2 separate regions of the Hordeum vulgare genome follow, and region 2 is linked to region 1. A link is a contact called in public Hi-C data. All regions are on one chromosome and are shown on one strand. Each heading gives the region's core, a stretch centred on a gene start, on an enhancer-like site or on the middle of the called end of the contact. The rest is flanking DNA. Distances are from core to core; before and after follow the strand shown. Region 1 holds the start of LOC123404696 (phenylalanine ammonia-lyase). Region 2 has its middle 230 kb from the start of LOC123406039.

The links. Hi-C and Micro-C count contacts between places; a contact is called where the count stands out from the background.
Region 2: a Hi-C map of leaf shows a contact between it and region 1, with 3 times the contacts expected there. The contact joins the enhancer-like site here to the promoter of LOC123404696 in region 1. A contact is called at or near these places in 2 of 6 Hi-C or Micro-C datasets (both in leaf).

What each region holds. Positions count from the first base shown.
Region 1 is chr6H:378,348,459-378,353,510 of MorexV3_pseudomolecules_assembly, reverse strand. LOC123404696 (phenylalanine ammonia-lyase) reads left to right here and starts at 3,579. Exons shown (of 1, transcript XM_045098645.1): 1 at 3,579-5,052. The coding sequence starts at 3,696.
Region 2 is chr6H:378,579,571-378,584,895 of MorexV3_pseudomolecules_assembly, reverse strand. No RefSeq gene overlaps it. Among protein-coding and RNA genes, the nearest start is that of LOC123406039, 230 kb to the left of the region's middle. Within about 2 kb of position 2,550, at least 3 of the 3 cell types and tissues checked have open chromatin away from gene starts, as enhancers often do. A contact at or near this core is called in leaf, where this site is marked.

The DNA.
Region 1 (5,052 bases), core at 2,330-4,829:
AAGTAAGGCAGCAACTCCCCATTCACACGAATTGTAAACCTGACAGAAGTCACACATTTCATCGTCAGTCTAACAAAACTTGAGCTAAAACCCAATCTTAACATGATAGCTTCTAGATAGTGCCATTCGACCCGGTCATACGCTTTCATCATGTCAAGTTTGATAGAACACGCATGATTTTTGCCCTTCTTCCTCCTCCTCATTGCATGTACGCTCTCATAAGAAACTAATACTTTATTAGTGATAAGTCGACCAGGAATAAAAGCACTTTGTTCTTCACTAATAATTTCTTCGGGGACTCCCTAACTCTGTTAGTAATGCATTTGAAAGCAACCTTCTACAAAACTGAGCATCATGAAATTGGCATGTATTGGAAAATACGTTGCGGGTACGTGACTTTTGGGATGAGAGTTATGGACGTGTCATTCATACCCACTGGAAATTCCCCGCCATTCAAAAAATCCAGCACAGCTAGCGCTATGTCGTCTTTGAGAAGATCCCAATGCTGTTGGAAGAAGCTCATCGTGAAACCATCCACCCCTGGTGCTTTGGATGGGGTCATCTGAAACAATGTCGTCCGAACCTCATCAGTCGTAAATGGCTTGTCGAGGTGCTCATTCATATGCGGCATCACCTTGGGCGGAACCAGGTCGAGCGGTTCGTCCATGGGCTTAAAACCCTGGGAGGTATATAGAGCTTCAGAGAAGTCGTGGTCTTCTGCATGATTTTCTTCAATCATTTGACACGTTGAACTGTCGGCTCGCTCAAAGCACTCAATCTTGTTAATACGTTTTCTTTGAGCTGCTTGAGCATGAAAATATCCCGTGTTACAGTCCCCTTTCCGTAGCCACAAGACTCTGAACCGTTGTCGTATCCAAATTTCCTCCTCTCGGAGAGCTTCACGAAGTTGTTTGCCCACTGCGCTCTTTGTCGGTAGGGCCACACCCCAAGAAGCGTGCTCGTAAGCGATCAAGTTTGGCGCGCATCTTCTTCACTTTGCGTGTTAAGTTCCAAACTCCTTCGCCCCCAGTTAGCCAGCATCTGCTGCATGTCGCTCAGGGCATTCACCACCCCGGCCAAACCCTGTTGTCCAGCTCCCTTATGCCACTGCCGAAGCACAAACTGGTCGTAATCAACGTGAGTTTGCCAAACATGCTCATACCAAAACTGCCTACCAGTTCTTGCACCTGCTACGGCCAAATTTTCCCTTGGATCCACCAGAACAAAGCAATGATCAGATTCCATGGTTCCAATATGCCGAACACGCGTGTTAGGGAACATGTTGACGAACCGAAGATTGCCAAGACCACGGTCCAACCTGGCTTTAACATTTGCGTCTCCCTGCTGTCCATTATCCCATGTATGCTCCGCTCCTGACCAACCGAGGTCGAGTAGCGAGCAGTCATCGACCGACTCTCTGAACGCCCTCATTTGATATTCAGGACGATCTGCATGAGAGAAGTGTTCAGACGCAGTCAAGGTCTCATTGAAATCACCAACACAAAGCCACGCATCATGTTGTATTCCAAAGAGTGTTCGAAGAAATCTCCAGCTATGTGGCCGATCCTTCACTAATGGAGCTCCATAGAACCCCGTGACCCTCCACTCTTGCTAGGCTCGGTTCTTTTTCTTAATCAGAACATCAATATGGCATGAGCTATAATTCTTCAGTTCTACATCTAGCTCATCCTTCCAGAACAAACCAATACCACCACTAAGGCGAGTACTGTTCACCGCAAAATACCCTGCAAAACCTAAATGGTTCTGAAGCTCTCCACCCTTTGTGCTGAGATTTTTGTCTCCATCACAAATAGGAGACAGGGCCCTTCCTGCTTCACCACACTATGAAGCTCTCGAACTGTCGAAGGGTTACCAAGCCCTCGACAGTTCCAGCTTAAGCAACTCATTGCTGCGGGCAGGGCTGACTCGCAGCCGCTGCCGAAGAATCTGAATTATTCGGGGTAGGTTTCTTTTTCTTTGTCTCCCTCTCAGTTTCCGAACCCTCTGGTGGGTCCCCGAGAGAAGCATTCTCCCTAGCTGGTCCATCTTCTGCCTGATGGGGAGCAATTGTTAGAAGGGGCCGATTCACCCTTCTATACATATGGTTCTGAGTCTAAGGCCCTCCCTTTATCTTCTGTTGGTTCCGCGGTTGCTTAACCAGGATGTAACCTCGGTCGTGCTCTTGGCTATTGTGCTTGAGTTGCGTGTATCCGCTTTATTCTTTAGGGCAGCAGAACTCTCCCTCGTCGATCTATCCCCCTACACGGTATTTTTCCTCTCATTCTGCGCACGCACACCCTTCCCAAACGGAAGGTCACCATTCTCATCTCGTGTTCCAGGCATAGTGCACAGAAGGTCTGAATGACCCAACTTGCAACATGAGAAGCAGAAGTGTGGTACGTTCTCGTAGACAATATCATATATATACATGCACTTCCTCCTCTTTGATTCTATTAGTATCCACCTCCTCAAGGGCTTGTCCACCTCCATGTTGACTCTCGCCCTTAGGTAGCCGGCTGCATGATCAAGCTGGACAGTTCTTGCTTTTTTATCGATCTGATGTGCAATTGATGTACTTCACTGTTCAGCTCGGAGATTGAACGGGAGGTTCAACACTCGAGCCCATAGCTGCAGCTTGTCAAACTTTAACTCACACGGTCGCATGCACTCATCAAATTTAGACAAGATCACGACATTCTTACTGACATGCTATGGTGATCCCTCCCACACGCGATCACGATCCCTTTGACATGCAAATTCTGCCACAAACATGTTTTCCCCCGCATGTTTGAAGGACAAACCCTTAGGGTTCCCCCACGCTGGCCGGAGCGTGTTGGATTTCGTCTGGATGTGGAGAGTATGTCGGTGAAGAACTTTTTTGACCAACAACCACTTCTCCTTCGATCCCTCCTCCAGACCGTCAAGCACCAGCGGGGTCGTTTCCTCATCAGTTATCTCCATCTTACTGTGCGCCTCCGCAAGTTTTACCCTCTCCGTCCTGGGCGAGAGCGCCTCCTTCTCTTTCCCCCGATCAGCAGGCGAGGCCATCGCTGATCAGCAGTCCCGATTTGCGCCCCGTCGGTCAGATTGATGTGCGTCGCTGAGGGGCTCTGGGTTTTTCGAAGGAAAACGTTGCCTATCAAAAGGCGCAGTGTGCTGTAAATGTCATGTGCTCGGTGTTGTTTGCTTTATAATATAGAACGAAAGAAATACTTTTTTTTGGAAAAGACCTCTAACCCCAAGAAGATGGACCTGCTGCCTGACGTCGGTTGGAACAAGTTATCCTCGTGCGAGGTAGAAAAATGATAAGGTTGACCGGAGCCATGAAAAGGAAGAACGAGACCGAGCAAGGTCGCACAAGGCACCAACCCCGCGTAAACCACCCAACAACGAAGTTTCCACACCGTACGTTGGCGCCTCATACGCCTCAGAAAATACGCACCTACCGCCTCTAGTGCCTCGGTGGTACTAAAAGTGGTATTACCTTTTTTTTCTTCAAAAAAGTGGTACTACCAACTCCATCCTCATCCCACGGTCCCTATTTAAACCTGCCTCCGCATACATTCCTCTCCAAGAAGAGCAGCAACTTCTAGCTACACCACTCTTCTCACGAGCCCCTGCAGGGAACCAACACTACATCACCCTTCATATCCTTCAGACTAGTGCTTTAGCTAACTTGTCCATTCGCAAGTGAGATGGAGTGCGAGAATGGCGAGGCTGCTGCCAACGGCAACATCTTGTGCATGGCAATCCAGCATGCCGACCCGCTTAACTGGGGGAAGGCGGCGGAGGAGCTGACGGGTAGCCACTTGGACGAAGTGAAGAGGATGGTGGCAGAGTACCGCAAGCCCGTGGTGACGATCGAGGGCGCAAGCCTGAGCATCGCCAAGGTCGCGGCCGTGGCAGCTGCTGGCGAGGTGGTGGTGGAGCTCGACGAGTCTGCCCGCGAGCGTGTCAAGGCCAGCAGCGACTGGGTCATGAACAGCATGATGAACGGCACCGACAGCTACGGTGTCACCACCGGTTTCGGTGCAACGTCCCACCGGAGGACCAAGGAGGGAGGCGCCCTCCAAAGAGAGCTCATCAGGTTCCTCAACGCTGGTGCGTTCGGCACCGGCTCCGACGCTCATGTTCTGCCGGCTGCGACCACACGTGCGGCCATGCTCGTCCGCATCAACACCCTCCTTCAAGGATACTCTGGGATCCGGTTCGAGATCCTCGAGGCGGTTGCCAAGTTGCTCAATGCCAATGTCACGCCGTGCCTGCCCCTTCGTGGCACCATCACCGCGTCGGGTGACCTGGTTCCGCTCTCCTACATTGCCGGACTGATCACCGGCCGCGACAACTCCGTGGCGATTGGCCCAGATGGCACCAAGGTGAACGCCGCCGAGGCGTTCAAGATAGCTGGCATCCATGGCGGCTTCTTCGAGCTGCAACCAAAGGAAGGTCTCGCCATGGTGAATGGCACGGCTGTGGGCTCTGCTCTTGCGTCCACCGTGCTCTTCGAGGCAAACATTCTTGCTCTCCTCGCGGAGGTCATTTCTGCCGTGTTCTGCGAGGTCATGAACGGCAAACCGGAATTCACCGATCACCTTACCCACAAGCTCAAGCACCATCCAGGACAGATAGAGGCAGCTGCTATCATGGAGCACATCTTGGAGGGAAGCTCCTACATGAAGCTTGCAAAGAAGCTTGGCGATCTTGATCCGCTGATGAAGCCTAAGCAAGACCGGTACGCACTCCGGACATCCCCACAGTGGCTTGGACCACAAATCGAAGTTATTCGTGCTGCCACCAAGTCAATTGAGCGTGAGATCAATTCCGTCAATGACAACCCGCTCATTGATGTCTCCCGTGGCAAGGCGATTCACGGTGGAAACTTCCAAGGGACCCCTATTGGCGTGTCCATGGACAATACCCGCCTCGCAATCGCAGCCATTGGCAAGCTCATGTTTGCTCAATTCTCAGAGCTTGTCAATGACCTTTACAATAATGGTCTACCATCAAACCTATCCGGTGGCCGCAACCCAAGCTTGGACTACGGCTTCAAAG
Region 2 (5,325 bases), core at 1,301-3,800, 230 kb before region 1:
GAATGGTTCTACTATACATGTACACATCATGTCCTTAGTCACACAAAAACCAATCTCAGCCATGTATATCGAATTACTCAGGGTTTTTTCCACTGGTCCGCGGTAAAAATATATCTATAAATCAATACCCTCACAAACATTTCACGCTTCATATGTATTCGACAGTTCCCGCTGAAGTATCCTGCCTAAGTAAACACGTACACCACTTCTTGTTTTCACTTAATTTTGGTGTGCTCATGTCACGACGATCGATCGGCTACTGTTTGGAGGGCCCTGTGTGTTGGCACCGACATACTCCACGGTTTCTCCACGACAGATTGAAGATGTAGTTTCCCGGGCCTACCTGAGGCATAAGGCGAGAGCCGATTTGGTGATGATGTGACTTGTTTTGTTTGTTTGATAGAACACGTAGATGCGAGACATGCCAAATAGTCACGTGATCTTGACGAGAAAAGACATTTTTGATGCTCCAATCAGAAAGAAGCTGGCAGAGATACGTAGCGGTTGGAACGATGTGATGATAAGCCGTCCATTGTGCGGGGTTTAGATGGCTTTTGGGTCTTACATGTAATGTCACGGCACATGATGCAATCTATTACACGATTTGTGGCACTTGTAAAAATTGATAAATCCACAAAGAGAACTAGAGAAGATTAAAGTGCACGTTGTGAATTGACTGTATCTTTCATGTGATGGAACGAGCCTACCGCAGTTCAAGTGAGTCTTCTAGACTTAACATTGATATTCACACTGTTCTGATTTTTCTATCAAAGGTCCAACAATGTTTGTTCAGTAAAACATAATGTTTTTGTCGGCTACGAGACACTTGTAATGACTTCGTCCTTAAGATGTGTTGGCTCACTCTCTCGATGAGGAGGGGTAGAGTGTGTGATGTCACGAAGCTTGTTACATGTCACACATTTCTCAAAATGCGTAACATATACTAATACTGCTATGAGCCTATTTTTGTGTACACATGATGTGTCCGGTACATAATCTTGTTGTATGGGCCCAGTTGTTGATAATGGAAAGTTGTCATGGTTGGTTGTAAACTTGCAATCAGTACTTACAATTGCGGCCGGCCTAATCGTCGCAAGGCAGCTCCCTATTTAGCATATCCTACATGGGACACCCTATTCCATGCATGACACCTGCGCGCCCCTATCAGGCTGGCCTATGAGCAAGGGTTAATGCCCTAGTTTTTCTTGTTTCGTTATGTTTTGTTTTTTATTTTCTTCTTCTTTAAAGTCATTCTGAATTTGAAAAAACTTTCAAATTAAAAAAAAATGTTCCAGCAAATCATATAATGTTTGTGGTTTAAAAAATGTTCATAAATTGAAAATATACTCATGAATTTTAAAAAATGTTCATCAATTAAAAAAATGGACGTGATTTTAAAAATAATTTTTCGTGTGTTCAGACGTTGTTCCTGAATTCTAAAAATGTTCGCCTATGCAAAAAACTTGTTCATGTGTTCCAAATGCATGCAGTTTCAAAACATGTTCAAGAACTCGAAATATGTTCACGGTTTAGAAAAATGATCATAATTTTCATAAAAATAGGCGGACAATTTTAAAGAGAATTTTACAAAAATTAGGAATATCTAATTTGTATTTGATGAACAAAATTTGAATTTGAAGAATTTTTCTAACTTGAGGAACAAAAATTGTATTGAAGAGAAATTTTTATTTCGAAAAAAGGATTTCGAAAAAAGGATGAACAAATTTAGAATTCCATTAACACGTTTGCAATTTCATGAATATTTTTTGAAATCAGGAACAACTTTCGAATTTGATGACTTTTTTTTCCAAATTTTATGAACAAAATTTGAATTCTGATGACAAAAATTCAAATCTCATGAAAAAAATGTATCCAATGATTTTTTTTAATTTTTAAACATTTTATACATTGATGAGTAGTTTTCAAATTCGATGAAAAAAAATGTTCATGAATTTGAAAGAAAATTCGCAAAAAATGATAAAAAGAAAATAATAAAAAAGAGGCTAAAGTTTAAAAAAAAGTAAAAAAGAAAACGAAAGGAAAAGGAAAGAAAGTAAAATGGACCATCCCATACGATCGTCGAGCGTATGCTGACCAATATTTATATGGATTTTTTTTGTATTTTATGGTATACGTTGAATAAACATTTAAATACACATTGGAATTTTTTAGTGATATATGCTGAACAATATATAAGTACACATCGAACATATTTTTCAATATATGTTGAACAATTCAAAAAGACAAAATGAACCTTTCCGACAATATATTGATCATTTTCTTAATATGACAATGTTTTTCTTAAAATACGATGAACAATTGTGTAGATAAACATGCAATGAATTGTGTGTAATACGAAATAAATATAAAAACTAAAATGATATTAAATAAAATAAACATAAACATAAACATAAAAATATAAAAAGTAATGAGAAAAAAACAGGAAGAAAAAAAGGTAGAACGACCATGGTCGGACCAAACTGGGGCGTCGGGTGGCCAGGCTTCAGCAAAGCCCCATCCTTTTGACGCCTGCGGGCGTTAAATCGGATCTTCCGCCCGTCAGGTCGTGCTCGCGTGCGACCTGAGCGCTGTATCGACACCTCCTTCCTATATGACGCGTATTGCAGCAAACTATCGCTAAACCACATGGGTTGGCACATTTTTGGCAGCACCAATGTACAACAGGATCCTTTGCCATTATATCTTTCCACCTTTTGTTTCTTTTGTATTATTCTTTTTAATTTTATTTTCTTTTCCTTTTTATATTCTTTATAAAAAGTTTGAAACAGGAAATACAAAGACCTTTCATATATTTAGCCAAACGATTTATGTATTAAAACATGTTCAGATTTTTTCAATTTTTGTTTTGCATTTTAAAAAATATTTCAATTTAAAAAATGTTTCCTTTCATCAAATTTTCTCAGAAAATCAAAATAAATTCGTAATTTACCAAAAATTTCTAGGTTTTATAAACTTTGAAATTCAATAAAATGTTCATGTTTTCCAAATTTTATTCATAAATTCAAAAAATATTCAAGAATTTCGAAAAATGTTCAGAGCTTCGACAAAATTCTTTGGGGATTTCTAGATTAATTAATTGTTTCCAAATTATCCAATTTTAAAAATTGTTCAGAATTTATGATAATAGTTTTATAAAATAATCACTTTTTGAGAAATTACTATTGTCTTTCAAATATGTCATATCTTTCAAAAATTACTTGCATTGGTACAAAAAGGATAGAACATAAAATAAACGTTCGCAATTCCAAAAATGTTTGCTTGTTCAAAATGCATAAAATATCAAAAATTGTTTGCCCTGTTCTGGAAATGTTCGTATTTTCAAACGTTAATAACCTTTGAAAAAATGTGTATAGTTTCAAAGAAATGTAAAAAAAATTCAAAATGTGTTCACATCTCGCTTTGTAGTTCATTCTTAAACTTTAGCTCTAGTAGAGATTAGCTTTTTTTAAGACAACTCAACAAGCTTTATTTAAGTAATCGAAATGTTCTCTCGTACAAATATAAGATCATCACGATGTCCAAGTCAAACATGGCAGCCAAACCCTAAAGACAAAGTATGCCTAGCGAGATTGTGAGCCTCGATATTCGAGCTCCTATACTCGTGGACTATATATACAAGATGAGAACAAAGCCGAATATCGAATGATTTCATGTGTTATCGCTCCATATTCAGCAAAAGAACCTTGCTTTAATCCGTCCACCACTACCTTATAGTCCGTAGCCACATGTATGTTTTGAACATAGAGATCATCTGCTAGAGCTAAAGCTTCATGGACCGCCAATGCTTCAAGTTTCTCCGGGTCTGAGATATGTCTCACTGTAATACAAGAAGCTCCCAGGAACGTACCCTCCATATCATGGCTCACCACTGCAACCGACCCATAACTCCCGTTCCTCATCACCACCGCATCCTTATTAAACTCTGTATGATTCGTTGGAGGCTGCACCCATGATGACGTCCTTGTGCTTCGAGCTAGTTGCTCCTTCCTTGGTTTTGCTAATACCTCCAAATCAGTTAGTAGCTAACAATCGCTAAGTGCACATGCGAGGGCCAGTGCCCCATAGTCGAGAGGTATCGTGATCTATTCCTTGAGGAATCCCCCTCGTTTGCCCCCCGCGTCGCTCCCGCAGGGGCGACTCGGGCGTCTCAAACCCTAGCCCGCCGTCGGGACCCCTTCCTATTGGAAATATGCCCTGGAGGCAATAATAAAGTGGTTATTATTATATTTCCTTGTTCATGATAATGATAATCATTTATTATGCATGCTAGAATTGTATTGGTTGGAAACTCAAATATATGTGTGGATACATAGACAACACACTGTCTCTAGTGAGCCTCTAAAGGACTAACTCGTTAACCAAAGATGGTCAAAGTTTCCTGGCCATAGACATGTGTTGTCATTTGATAACGGGATCACATCATTAGGAGAATGATGTGATGGACAAGACCCAAACTATGAACGTAGCACATGATCGTGTGAGTTTAATGCTACTGTTTTCTACATGTCAAGTATCTGTTCCTATGACCATGAGATCATGCGACTCACTCACACCGAAGGAGTACCTTGTGTGTGTCAAACGTCGCAACGTAACTGGGTGACTATAAAGGTGCTCTACAGGTATCTCTGAGGGTGTTTGTTGAGTTGGCATGGATCAAGACTGGGATTTGTTACTCCGTGTGACGGAGAGGTATCTCAGCACCCACTTGGTAATACAACATCACAATGAGCTTGCAAGCAATGTGGCTAAGTAGTTAGCCATGAGATCTTGTATTACGGAACGAGTAAAGAGACTTGACGATAATGAGATTGAACTAGGTATAGAGATACCAATGATTGAATCTCGGGCAAGTAACATACTGATGGACAAAGGGAATTGTATACGGGATTGATTGAATCCTTGATATCGAGGTTCGACCGATAAAGATATTCGTAGAATATGTTGGAACCAATATGGGCATCCAGGTCCCACTGTTGGCTATTGACAGGAGAGTGTCTCGGTCATGTGTACATAGTTCTCGAACCCCTAGGGTCTACACACTTAACGTTTGGTGTCGATATAAGCATAATCGAGTCATTGTATTGGTCACCCAAGGTTGTTCGGAGTCCCAGATGAAATACTGGACGTGACGAGGAACTCAGGAAAGGTCCGGAGGTGAACATTGATATATAGGATGAACGGCATCAGAGTTCGAAAGTGTTCCGAGGCATCGGGGAATCGACAGAGTGCCGAAAGGAGTTTCGGGGGCCCTTGACAAGTGTTTGGGGGCCTCATGGGCCAAGGGGTGGTGGCACGCAAGCCCAC